2 separate regions of the Drosophila melanogaster genome follow, and region 2 is linked to region 1. The links are chromatin contacts, called in public Hi-C maps. All regions are on one chromosome and are shown on one strand. The core of a region is the stretch at or near the end of the contact, and the rest is flanking DNA. Distances in the headings are between cores, read along the strand shown. Region 1 has its middle 11 kb from the start of Neto. Region 2 overlaps Nadsyn (NAD synthetase).

Evidence for each region. A called contact is a pair of places that touch in the nucleus more often than the background predicts.
Region 2: a Hi-C map of the Kc167 cell line shows a contact between it and region 1, with 1.6 times the contacts expected there. The contact joins two enhancer-like sites. A contact is called at or near these places in 11 of 107 Hi-C or Micro-C datasets (the Kc167 cell line, embryo, embryonic mesoderm and 4 more).

The regions. Positions count from the first base shown.
Region 1 is chrX:13,431,599-13,438,449 of dm6, forward strand. No RefSeq gene overlaps it. Among named protein-coding and RNA genes, the nearest start is that of Neto, 11 kb to the right of the region's middle. Within about 2 kb of position 2,478, at least 5 of the 39 cell types and tissues checked have an H3K27ac peak or open chromatin away from gene starts, as enhancers often do.
Region 2 is chrX:13,710,441-13,717,291 of dm6, forward strand. The region is part of intron 1 of Nadsyn (NAD synthetase); the gene reads right to left. It overlaps Nna1 (Nna1 carboxypeptidase), which reads left to right. Exons shown (of 15, transcript NM_001298298.1): 4 at 1-340; 5 at 664-1,453; 6 at 1,657-1,930; 7 at 2,189-2,469; 8 at 2,542-2,701; 9 at 2,761-2,919; 10 at 2,984-3,052; 11 at 4,180-4,295; 12 at 4,384-4,519; 13 at 5,323-5,876; 14 at 5,936-6,334; 15 at 6,398-6,851. Among named protein-coding and RNA genes, the nearest start is that of Nadsyn, 4.4 kb to the right of the region's middle. Within about 2 kb of position 2,886, at least 6 of the 39 cell types and tissues checked have an H3K27ac peak or open chromatin away from gene starts, as enhancers often do.

The DNA of each region.
Region 1 (6,851 bases), core at 1,228-3,727:
CATTATTTTTATTTCCTAGTTACCTACATATATTAACTAGTATATTTACTAAACGTAGAGCAGATTCCAAGTTGATGTGCAAACATTCAGCAACCACTAATCAGCTGAGCTAAAAATACTTTTGTATTCGATTGTCCCAGCCTTTCATTGCGAATGACTTCTGGTAATTTTCCTATTTTGGGACCACAATTAACTCAAGTGAAAAGCGGGTGAAAAGAGATGGGAAATCGTCTGGGGTTGCAGACAAATGACTTAATTACTTTTTCAAGTCGGTTAATTAGTTTCGGCCAAGAGCCAACCAAATGGAACTGGTCAACGAACGATGACAGAAGTACGGACCTGCAAATGTCCAAGAGCAAAGTAAAAACGAGCCAGAAAGTTAAACATAAATTACAAGACATTGAAGTGGCCTGCATTGAGCTCGCAGAAGCCAAAAAAAAAAAAAAAAGACAATATCGAAATGGGGATAAAACATTTATTGATGCTGTTAACACTATTAGAAGCTTATGCTCTTACCAATTTATTTGGTGTCGTTTGTCCGAAGACAATCCATAAAACTGAACTCGCTGACAGTGGGCTCTAATCTGAATTTAAATTGCAATTCTTTGCGGATCTTTGGTAATCCCCTATGGCGTTCTGCAAATTTCATTCGTGCGACAATTAATTTACTTCAATTCAATTTGTTTAATTCATTTTACACTAAGTGCTTCTCGCTCGAACATGAATTATTAAGCTTATTTCGCTGTTTGTCTGTTTTAATGTGGGGAATGTGCGAACAAATTTCATTGTTCAAATGTCGGTAGTTTTTCCAATCAAATTTACACGCTGCGCATAAAATTCCATTGTTGACCATTGTGCGGAGAATCAAGCAAAAAAAAAAAAAAAAAAAAAACGAACGTGAAATACAATTTATACATAAATTAATGGACTATCGGGGGGCGTGGCTCAGCCTTGAATTTAATGCCGAGCAGTGGGTGCGGTTCGTTTGCCATTGCCCTGCTTATTTTTTGCTGCTGAATTTTCCCTTATTTTCCTTCGATTGTTTTTCCGCATTAACGCGCTCCTCTGCAGCTCTTGAATTGAAATGGCCCGGAGTGATTGAAAACAACTGATAGTATCCTGTAGTTCCTATTTAAATAGTACTATAAACTGCAGGAGAATAACAGCGACTATTTGAACTGAAAAGGTAAGTTACCTCTCATCATGATATATATTTCTTAAAACCACAAACTAGCAGGCAGAATCAAAATGAAAAACTAAATATCATACAAGCTGTAATATTAATCGCTGTAATAATGAACATTTACTTGCAAGTAATGGGTACTTTATAGTCGACTATTTGACCCTGGGTGCTTTATGCAGGCATTGCGTGTTTTATGCGACTATTAAATGGCCATGGAGCGGGACTCAGATCACTTCGGCTCAGTTCAGTTCAGGTCGGGCTGAAATTAATTGCTTGCTATCTTCAAATTACTCATACGACCCGTCGGCCCGCTCGCTTTTGTTCACCTGCTTACGGCGAGCAACTCCCGTTGGCCTGTGTCATTTACATTAACCGTTTCAGTTACGGCCCAAGCTCCTTTCGGCAAGTCCTTTTGGAGATCCTGCCGGAAGCGAGTGCTCGTAAATTACCTGAATAATGCAAAATAACAATATTTACCCCATTGTTCTTGGCCCCTTCGTAGGTGTTTCTTTTCTGAAGGAGATAATCTGCTCAGGTTTAAATGGAATTTTAATTATTTTAAGCAACCGAAGAACTTCACTTCCTTTTGCTTTTGCCAGCGCTGAATAGTTGTGCTCAGCAGATGTAGCGGATGTAATTAAACGTGAGAAATGTTGGATTTAAGGCAATTAATCGGGTTTCATTAGCATTATTATTTTTCACATAACATATAAAGAAATTGAAGCTTATGACATAGAAATTATAGATTATATATCATTATAGAAAATGAAAATGTTTCCTTAACTGTTTTTTTTGTGAAACCTAAAACCCTTACATTTCGAAATCACTTCTCTATTTGCAACTATGCTTCGCACAAAGCGAACAAATTCAATTAATTTAATTCACAGTGGGCTTATGATTAAAACAATGATCCGTGGTTGCGATGGATTGTGAATCTGTTGGAAATAAACAAATGTATATGGGTCTGTGTATATTCTACAACTGGGCACATCGATAAATGATGATGTTCATTATGTGCGGCGCGTCTTTTGCGATTTAATTAAAGCCTGATGGCGAAAAGGTGTGAGTTGGGAACCGGAGGCACTGGAGATTGGAGGTGACTGCTTGGCATGTCGAACACGGGGACCATGGATGGCTAGAGGGGGTGCGGGGAAGATGGCATCATCGACGAATCATCGATGAATTGGCGTTGCCATTTAATAGCCGATGATGCCGACCGATTGCTGTACATCCCGCCCACTCTCGCACTGCACACGTTCCAGTTTGTTGCTGCCATCGTGCACGTAATTTCCGTTTCCGTTTCAGCGAACGGCAGCCGGTGACACGCGACAGCTGTTTGCACATACTTAACGCACACACATACGCACACACGCACTGCGAGGCGCATTCTCACATACGCACACATGCTCACATACGGACACTGAGAGAAAACTAGTTGGTTAAGAGCATAGCAAGCATAGATTTTGTGGCATTAGGTTAGCTTGATCTTAAGCCAATATATTTCAGATTCCTAAGCATTGCTTGCTACTTTTTAATCTTAAGTAATGTGTTCTAGTTTCTCTCTGTGCAGCTACGCACACTCGCACAAAGACAGACGTACATGTCCTTGGTTTGTTTGTATTTCTGTTACTATGCCATTGACTGCGAATCGGAGCGTGAAGGCCATTACAAGTCTGATTATATTGAATCAAAGATTCAATATTTAAAATTGCACGAACACAACTCAAACACACACCACACATACACCCACGCACACACACCAGCACATCAGTTCCGCTCGGAGTTAACAGTTTTTGCGGCCCCGTTTGGAATATATGCATACATACACACATTTAAATGTATACATATATTGCAAATGTTTGTCTGTGTGTCGTTTTATGAGGAATCGAGGTGGAAATGAGTCACTGAATTTGGGGGAACGGAAGTGAAGGGGATGGGGTAAGGACTTGCCAACGGAGTCAAGCGGAAAGAGCAAACAATTTTAAATTATTGTTCAAGCACAACGAAGTCAATATTAATAAGTGAACAATTTGGCAACTTCATTTCAGCACTTTATATGTGCCAAAGAATAATAAGCGTGTTGGGTACGAAAATAAATAAGTCAGGAGTTTCTCTTGATATAAAAACCGTGAGGTTGTACATTGTGTTAATTTATTTTCATGGACAAATATTTCAGTACTTTTGTAAAATATGACTATGATTGTTATTAAAGTAGTGACTATTATGTGACATACATAAAATCTGTCTTTGTAAAAAGATAAACGTAAAATATTCTGATTGCAGCTGGGAAAGTGTGTTTTAGCAGAATATTGCATGACAAAGTGAAGAGCTTAAAGTATACTACAATATTATATTTCTAATTATATAACACAATTTGGCAAATAATGAAGTAAAGAAAAAAGAAATAATTATATTTGAAATATCGTGCCCATGTCCTGCCATCACCATTCCCAATAAAATGGATTTGCTGAAACAAACAGTGGGGATATCCTTTTTCACCCACGGGGTGCCAACGAGAGTTTTCCCTTTTTTCGTCAACCATTATGAAATGAACAAACGAGGATTTTCCGCACTTAATTGTTATCTTTGCATAAGCATGAAACAAAACAATTGCCATTTAATCGCAATGAAAGCGAACTTTTCGGGTCCTTTCAGCAGGGAAATTTAATTACACAACCACTCGCTGCCGCCGCGCAAAGAAAGTGGGTGAAAGTGTGAGGGAAAGTGCTAAGCAATAGGGATAATCCGAAAGGCTTCGCAAGCAGCTCGCCTCGGCTTAGCACGCCAAACATTGTCAGCCAAAGGCATGACTGAGTTTTCCCGCCGCCACACGATTTTCCCGCCGATGTAATTACACATGTGTGCGAGCGGGAGAGATTATTATTATTGTGAATGTTATTTTTATTTGCCGTCAACCGCAAACTCATCCAAGTGAAATTGAAGCAAAAACAAGGGTTAACATCTTAAGGCGGCGCATTGTGGCTGCCTTGCAAAATGATGACAACGCTCGAACCTGCCCAACTTCCCACCTTTCCACACAAACCCTCAATTTTCCGCCGTTCTAAATTTTCCTTTTTTGTCAGCACCGAAAAAAAAAACATTTCAACTGCAATTGCATACTTCAATACTTGCACTTTCAATTTAACAATAGCTTGCTTAATCAGTAGTTATCATATGCATTTAATTAAATTAAATTAAATTATATATGTAAGCTAATTTCTTCAGGATTATCTGTATAATCAGAAACAGCATACGTTTTTCGCTCACTGCACTTGCCGCACTTCCATTTGGCTTGGCTCACACTGCTCCTTTTGTTGCCGCATTTTGCATTTGCGCTTTAATTGTTTGCTTGTTTATTTAGCCTGCCACCTGGCTGCCTGCAGATTAGCACAAAGATTTGATGAGCACACGCTGGGCGGAAAAAACAGCAGGATTCGGTGGCACAAAGGACATGCGGGACGGAGGATGGAGGAGAGTTTCTAGAAATATTGCGCCAGCAAAAATAATTCACTGCAATTATATGGAAATGCTGGGAGTTGCTTTACCAATTCGAGTGTTTGTTATGCTGTTTAACTACCCGTAGAAATGCGAAAGTTTCAACTGACCGACATTTTGGGTATCCTATTTGGGAATCCAATAAAGCTTTTAATCATAAAGTAAGTAGGCAAGTAGATTAACTAAATTGCTTAAACTAATATAATATTAAATATTCCTTTGTTTCAAATGGGATAGCAAATTGTAAGGAGCTAGATGCAAAAGGGTTGTATTCGAAATTGATTTATGTTTTATTTGGCAAATTCTAAATGTAATCCCCTATCACATACCCTGGGATAACATCGGATAAGCTGGGCGCATTCATAAACCTTTTTACTTCTCGTTTTTTTTTTTTTTGGCAATTCCGTGTAATTGAAAAGCGCTGAGCGGCTGGGAATTCTGCACTGCTCAAGTTAGAAAAGGAGAGGGTTGGGGCAAAGTGAAAGGGGGCGCAGGAGAAAGCGGCTAAGGAAAGTGAGGGAAAGTAAGAAAGCAAAGCGGAGCAAAGTTTACTTATCATGGCAATGCCGCCATATCCGTCTGGTAATCGAAATTCGCAAAAAGGGATATAGGGATGTGTGCTTACACAGCCACAAAAATATGCACTGCAAAAAACTTGGTCCAATTGTGGGCGGTCATCATATATATCATCATAATCCAAAGTAATTTCTATATCATTTTTTTTTTCAAGCCTGGAAAGATATATTGAAAAAAAAAAAACTCAATAACAGCCTTCTTTCTCTCAGTGCACACATTACTGCACACGTGTGCGTGCGTTTAGCAGGTGTTTTTGGCCTCTGCTGTTCTGCTTCGCCTGAAATATTCATTTGCATCTGAGGAAATTGTTTTGGTTTCAGCTTTGCCGCCTCTTCTTCTCAGCTCATTGAGATTTTCTGGCCATTGTGCGCCGAATGATGCCATAGGTTTTTCCATTCTTTGCTTCATTTCGGTTTTGTTGTTGAAAAATGTAGCTGAAAAGTGAAAATCATGGGCAGCAGTTTAACCAATTTCAGGAAGCATTCAGGATTCCGCAAAACATTCCTCAGAGGCTCAGGCGCCACTTTCAGTTTGGTAAGTGGGAAGTTGGGTGGTGGGTTATTTTGTGTGGTTTGAATTTCTGGTTTCGGCCCTGGCCACATTCCCATTCCGCCATAATTGGCCAATTGTCGGTGTCATTAACATGCCTGTCATTATTGGCAATGTCCCAGACTGCGCCGCTTTGGGGCTGTGTGACTTTGTGCGGAATGGGTCCGCAATCTCCTGAATATTTCATCAGCCCTCCTGACAGCAGCCGAGTGTCGCCGACAATGACAACGTTAAACATCAAATACAACACACAAAAGGTGTTTAAAAATTAAATTAAAGTTAAAAGCTCACAAAATAATGAAATGAGCGAAATGAGCAAAGTACTCACACAAAGTGGTTAAAACATGGCTGTGTCAGTGTGGCAACAACAAATGGCGATTACAGTGGTCACAATGGGCACTGTGCGAAAAAGGATTGCAATTACATACCTCAAATAGCCATGTATTACATTTAAGAACTGTGCTCAACAAAGATAGTTTTTCCGAATGAAAAGCATAAAAGAAAACATTTATGTATATATGCTGGAATTTGAAATGCTGAAATGTATTTGAATCAAAATAATTTTCACAAGTCCGAAACATATTTTTCCAAATTTGTAAGCGTTGATCTATAGTTCTGCATTTATTTATATTTTTCTTGAGTGCAGCAGGAAGGACAACAAGCAAAAAACACATCAAATGGCAACGCTCGGTGGCAACAATAAAATCGCGGTGACAATTCAATTAAAATATTTCTGCATAAATTTTCAACGCTTGCAAAAAGCCGCTTGAGTAGCCGCAAAAGCATGAAAAGCCTGTGGGCGTAAAGCTCATGGGGGTGGTGGTGGTGGTGAAAACCGCCCACACTGCCAACCATCCCCAGTGAGTGAGAGCGAAACAAACAATCAAACCGCAACCCATATCGGGGTAGGAAGTGAATGATTGAATGACAATTGCATTTGCTCGCTTGTTCGGCCAATTCCTTCGTTTCCTTTTTATATTTATTTTTTTTTTTCGGTTGATTCCCTTGACCAGTTTATGCGGTGCAAAGTTCACACAAAATGGGAATA
Region 2 (6,851 bases), core at 1,636-4,135, 280 kb after region 1:
AATATAGCCCGCTTAGAGGTGGCCTTTGAGCGAAGTGCCTGCCAAGATCGATCCAAATCGCGTTTGAAAAAGAAAATGAGTAGCAGTCGTCGGCGTAGGGAAAGCACCTCTGACGAGGACTCCAGTAGCTCTAGTTTGGGTAATGAAGAAGATGAAGAGGTGGATGATTCCGATTCGGACGCAGAGAATACAGGAAGTGGCATTGGCTTGCGCAGAATCTTGGGAAGCTATTCGGCCCGTCTCGCTGGTGGCGCCGAAAAGTGTCCTTGTCCCGGTTCCGGATCCGTTTCGGATACGGAAACTTTGGTGGGAGACGAGAGCAGGAGCAGGCTGGCTGGCTGTAAGCATATGGCAAATGTTGGGTCACTAGTTGGAGCGATTTTAGCTTATCTTTTGGGGTACCAGTAAAATAAATGGGTTGCTTTTTAAACGGAATCAAAGATTGTAGATTCAAAGTCGCTTCAACTTAATGAACAAGAGGTTTTTTCCAGTTTCAGAAAGTGTAAGCTTTTTTGAAGGGACAGTTTGAGGAAATATTACTTCATATCATGCAACTAAGTAAGGAAAATTGAAGATTCCTAAGATTCCCTAGAAAGAGCTTTCACTGCAGGGAAACCTATTTGCACTACTAAAATCCCCACAATAAAACCCACCATCCCCCAGCTAATGGCCTGCATCAGCAAGATGTTGTATGCTCTAGGAATCGGCAGGCGCAATCGCGATCCCCATTACGATCGGTACCCCACACCCATGCGGCCACTGTGGCGGCGGCGGCAGCGGCGCTCGCCAGGGGGCGCAACCGCGACAAGGACGGTTGTCTGGGTGGCAAGGATGAAAAGAATATGGGCATGGGAGTGGGAACAACTGGCACAAGCTCGATGGGCACTCGCACCTCCTCTCCCGTTCGCAATAACGTCTTCCGGCTGAGTAAGGATCAGCACATATTGCTGAATTCGATGACCAGCCAGGAGACGACCGGCACTTTAATCTCGTCGACAAGTACTAACCAAACGACGACGACCACCAACTCGTCGCAATCGTTTCTTTGCTCCGATTTACCCCAAGCGCAGTTTAGCCGTTCGGCCGTCGGTGGTGCCCGCTTCATGACCAATTGCCATCCCATGAATCCGGAGGAGTACGATGGACTGGAGTTTGAATCGCGCTTCGAGAGCGGCAACCTGGCCAAGGCGGTCCAAATTACGCCCACCTACTACGAGCTCTACCTGCGACCCGATCTCTATACCAGCCGGTCCAAGCAATGGTTCTACTTCCGTGTGCGACGCACCAGGCGCAAGATGCTCTACCGCTTCTCCATTGTCAATCTGGTGAAGTCGGACAGTCTTTACAACGATGGTATGCAGCCGGTCATGTACTCCACGCTGGGCGCCAAGGAGAAGAGCGAAGGCTGGCGCAGATGCGGCGACAACATCTGCTACTATCGGAACGATGATGAGTAAGTATGGGTTAAACCCAATTGAGTCTTAAATGTCATAAATACCGTAGAACTTTCGGATACTTTGATATTTATTAGCATTTTATTAGACCCTTTTTATTTAAGTGACATCAAGTCTCTAGAGAAATCTAATTGGGTTGCATATGAAATTGGCCACTGTTGAGCCGAATTTTCAATTGGTTTATTCCCTTATTCCCCACCAGAAGTGCCAGCAGTAGCGCCAACGAGGATGACGAGGACAACTCCACATACACGCTGACCTTTACCATTGAGTTCGAGCACGACGACGACACGGTGTTCTTTGCGCACAGCTATCCGTACACCTATAGCGACCTGCAGGACTACCTCATGGAGATCCAACGCCATCCGGTCAAGTCAAAGTTCTGCAAGCTGCGCCTGCTCTGCCGCACCTTGGCTGGCAATAATGTCTACTATCTGACGGTGACGGCGCCCTCATCCAACGAGGAGAACATGCGGGTGAGTTGGGCAAACAAACTCATCTATCTCATGGCAATTAATCTGTAGACAAACTTTTGAAACTCCTGCACAAACAGCAGTGTGCTTAGATAAACTCATTCATTATATGCGAACAAAAAGTTGATAGCAGCATAGGTCGTTAAAGTTATAATTAGCAATTGATATTATGTTTCAAAGAGCTACATATGTACATATGTTGTTTAACAATCTTCTACCAAGGTGTATATTAAATTTCTCAATGTTTCCATACAAATTTAGCGGAAGAAATCGATTGTGGTATCGGCACGTGTCCATCCCAGCGAGACGCCAGCCTCGTGGATGATGAAGGGTCTGATGGACTTCATCACCGGGGACACAACAGTGGCCAAGCGGTTGCGGCACAAGTTCATTTTTAAATTGGTGCCCATGCTAAATCCGGACGGAGTCATTGTGGGCAATACACGTAACTCGCTGACCGGCAAGGACCTGAACCGCCAGTACCGAACGGTAATACGCGAGACATATCCATCCATTTGGTATACCAAAGCCATGATTAGAAGGTGAGTTTCAAGCAGCAGACAGAGGCCCATCTTTGGTTAACTATATTCACTGCTATCATTTATTTATCACAGACTGATTGAGGAATGCGGCGTGGCCATGTACTGTGATATGCACGCTCACTCACGCAAGCACAACATATTCATATATGGCTGTGAGAACAAACGCAACCCGGAGAAGAAGTTAACCGAGCAGGTCTTTCCGCTGATGCTGCACAAGAACAGTGCGGATCGGGTGGGTTATGATGTGCAATCAGATACTATATACTATATACTAACCCCAACCCATTGCAGTTCTCCTTCGAGAGCTGCAAGTTCAAAATTCAGCGCAGCAAGGAGGGCACCGGACGTATCGTGGTCTGGATGCTGGGCATCACCAACAGCTATACGATCGAAGCCTCCTTTGGCGGCTCCTCGCTGGGATCGCGCAAGGGTACGCACTTCAACACGCAGGTAAATTGCATAGACATTCACTTCACACTCGAATACCTATCTAGATAATTATCGAATCTTTCAGGATTACGAGCACATGGGACGAGCATTTTGTGAGACACTTCTGGACTACTGCGATGAGAATCCGAACAAAGTAAAGCGGCACGCAAAGTTGTTTAAACAAATCAAAAAGATAAGAAAACGCGAGAAACGCGAACAGAAAGCATTGAAATTACAGAAAATGGCCGATCAGGGATGTATAATGAACGACAAATTGAAAGTGAAACGTTCTGTGGAGAAAAGTGTCTCCTAGGAAGGTTTTATCCCATCAATACTAGCCCACAATATAACTATCGACACACACAGCTCGAAATCCAAACAACAAAAACCACACATCGACTTGTGCCGTTTCTTTTTTTTTTTATCGTTCTTGAACTATACTCGTAAATCGTTAATCGTCAATTGTCAATCGTATATCGTTTATCGCATAGAGTAATTGTAATCGCAATTATTGTTACCAACTCGTCGCTGCCTGCGTTTTGTCCCTAAAGCGCTGCTGTGCTGACCCAGAATTCAAATCCCAAATCCAAAGCCATCGACATTATCGTAAATACAATTCAACACACAACAAATACACGTCGGCCAGAGGTATATAACAGATATACATGTAGCTAAACGTATATCTGGTCATATACACCATATGCATATGTTATCCAATTAACATTACATGTATATGAGGCATTGAATTGTATGAATTTTAATGCTCTCTATTTGCGCGTATCGCAGTTTTTCTAATGTTTTTGAGCACTCAGTTGCGTGGCTAGTATATCTCTATCCACGCAATGGGTTCTTAGATTACTTCTGTAGATCTATTTATATATAATTTCATATATACATACACCCACCTGAATCCGCACAATCCTAACTATATAGTGACACACAGCACAGCATCGCCAGGCACAATAGGTCTTTTATCTTATCCTAGTCGCTCTAACTATAATTCGCGTTTCTTTCGATGTTGCTAGTCGTAAGCGTAACCGTATTATTATAACCGGAAAATATTATTTTTTGAAATAAATACCATATCTATTCATATGATTTACGTTTTTGACTTTTGCTTAGCATTAGACTTTACTGCTTTTCACACATGCTTTTAGTGATTCGCTTGATTTTTCCGCACACTTACATTGTTTTTAATTGATTACCATTTATTTTCCTATTCTTTTTTTTTAGCAAATGTATGATTTCTGACTAATCCTAATGCATTAACATTTACAATAGATTTTAAATTTACTCAAACAACAGGACAGGCTACGATCAAAAATTATCGAAAGACTGATGCGAGAAGGCTCTAGTGCCGACGAACCATTGAATATTCCCCTGTCAGATTACTCAAGGTGGGTCCATCAGTCAATCCTCTACTAACCTTAACTAATCTACTACTACTACTACTACCACCATCATATGCATTCCAACCATCATTAGCGACGAGGGCAACTGCAGCTCCAGTTCGGATAATGAGGGTAAACACTCGATAACGACATCCGATCTGGAGGGACCATGTTGTGCTCCCACCCGAGCACCGCCCAGTTCGCCTGAGGTCATACACGAAATCCGCAAGGTAAGTGGGGTTTATCCCACTAGTTTTACTGCACTGCACCTGCACCCTATTTCTACCCCAATCCGAACTACAGTTTCGCATGCGACGCATGCGCAAGGTGATGCACGAGCTGGATAGGATCTATTTTACGCCCCTGTTCCAGCGCAAATTCAAAACATTAACGACCTTGAAGAGGAGGCGTCAGAAAATGGGTGTCAAGGCGGCTCCAAGTGGAAAACGCCTTCGTGGAGGCGGTGGTCCTGCCGTTAGTGCTGCCACACCCACGCCAGCACCGGCCGTCCAAGCGGCAGCTCCAGTTGTAGAGACAAACGATGTCCAGAAATTGCATACGCCGAGACAATTGGCCAGAAGTTTGCCATCCAATAGTGATCAACCGACTGGAGGCCAGAGTTCCGACAGTTCGGAAAGCATGGATTCATCGCAATCGGAATCGCTACTGGAACCGGATGGTTCAAGTGGTAGCACCGCAGCGAGTAAAGAGGTCACAAAGAAGGTGAAGACTAGTGGTGCTGGCACAAAGAAGACGGCCAAAAAGAAGAAGTTCATGCCCACGGAGAAGAAGAAGCCGGTGGTCAATCAGAAACTTCACGTTGATCGCAATTTCCGCCTGTGGCTGGCCAATAGGCGCATCTACATCTATCGTCGTAAGAAGGTATCTATCGTAAAGGTAAAACGGTAAAAAGTTTAATATATATACCTAACATATGTTTGATACATACTTATAAGCACACAAGCACAACTAATTTAATAATTCCCCGATCTCGCCTCAAATCTCCCGCATCTAATCGGCTTAGTCCACGCAGGCGCGTCGCACTAAGGTAAGGAATAAGCCTTCAAAGAAACGTGGCGAGGTGGTGCGCACCACCCTGGACCTGCCCACAACGGATCCCGGCTCGGATCTGCACTTCTCCACCGACGACGAGGAGCACTCGCCGACGTCCGGACATAATGGTTACGGTGCAGTGCCTCCGCTCCGGCATACGCTGCTCCAGAGCGATCTGCAGAGGCGGTACATCGAGGAAATTGGCGATACGGTGGTGCAGAAACCAAAGGCGTCGCACATGCCGCCGGAACTGATTGTGACCACACCTTCGAAGAGCGGCACTCCGGGCGGTGGGAAAAAACTGGATGTCTACAAGCTGACGCCTCGAACTGCTCCAGAATTGGACACGGGTATTGGCATGATGCAACGGCAGGCCGGCGGAACTGGCACATCCGCCAGACGCACCTATTCGTGGCACAATCTCGATCAGCAGGAGATTCCCAATGGCAACGGCGGTGGTCAGGGCAAGGCCAACTTTTACATAGGCGATACCAAGCCAGGAATAAAGACGATGGCAAAACCGCTCCCCAGAAGGTGGGTATTTTTACGAATGATTTTGCGAAATCTAATTCGATTGGTTTACCTCTTTCAAGGAGTGTCCCGAGCAACTTCATTCCCCAGAGACATGGAAATGTGCAAACGGCCGATGACCTGCAGCTTAAGCTTTCGCTGAAGAAGAAAGTCTGGACTGGTGCGAACGGGGATGCGGATGGTCGCCCTCTGGCCTGGTACAAGGGTCACTCGATAACAGCATCCCAAATGGCCAACACTACGACGACCATACGAAGTGCAGGCGGTGGTGCTGCAGGAGGAGGAGGAGCTGGAGCTGGAGCTGGAGCGGGTGGAGGTGGCGGTGGTCAGAACCGAAACATGTTCCCCTCCAATGGCAGGGAGCAGACAGCTGCGTCTGGTGGCATCGCCATGGGTGTGCCACCCGCCTTTGTGGGAGCACCACGAAGAGTCAGAAAACTGGAGCAAGTTGATCTGTTCAAGTAAGTCGGGCGATTATTCCCTGGTTATTCCTCTATTAAATCTAACGTCCTTTTATATTCCAGTGCTTGTTCTCAGAAGCTGATGATGTGGCAGCAACAAGAGGAGCAACGGCGCTCCCATCCGCAACAGGCGCAGCGCCTACTGAAGGTTGAGGATCATCCGCAACATTCAAGGGACCGGGAGCAGCAGCCCTTCAAGCCCATGCACGTGGTCAGAAAGTCAACGGGAACGACCAGCCAGGCCAAAGTCATTCAGGCTTTGGTGGCAGCCGAATCCGGCGGTAAGGTGAAACGCAAGTCCAGCAGCATGATGAAGATAGCAGAGACCACGCAGCTGGTGACTCGATTCGCCCGGAATCGCAACAGCGCCGGAGGATCCGCAGCACAGCAGCAGCAGCAGCAGCAGCCACCACAACATATGCACCACCAGCATAAGCGGTTGTTGTTCAAGGGCCAAGGCGGAGTGGGGGCAATGGGCTCTCGAATGCACTCTGCCGGCGTGATGGGTAACATGCAG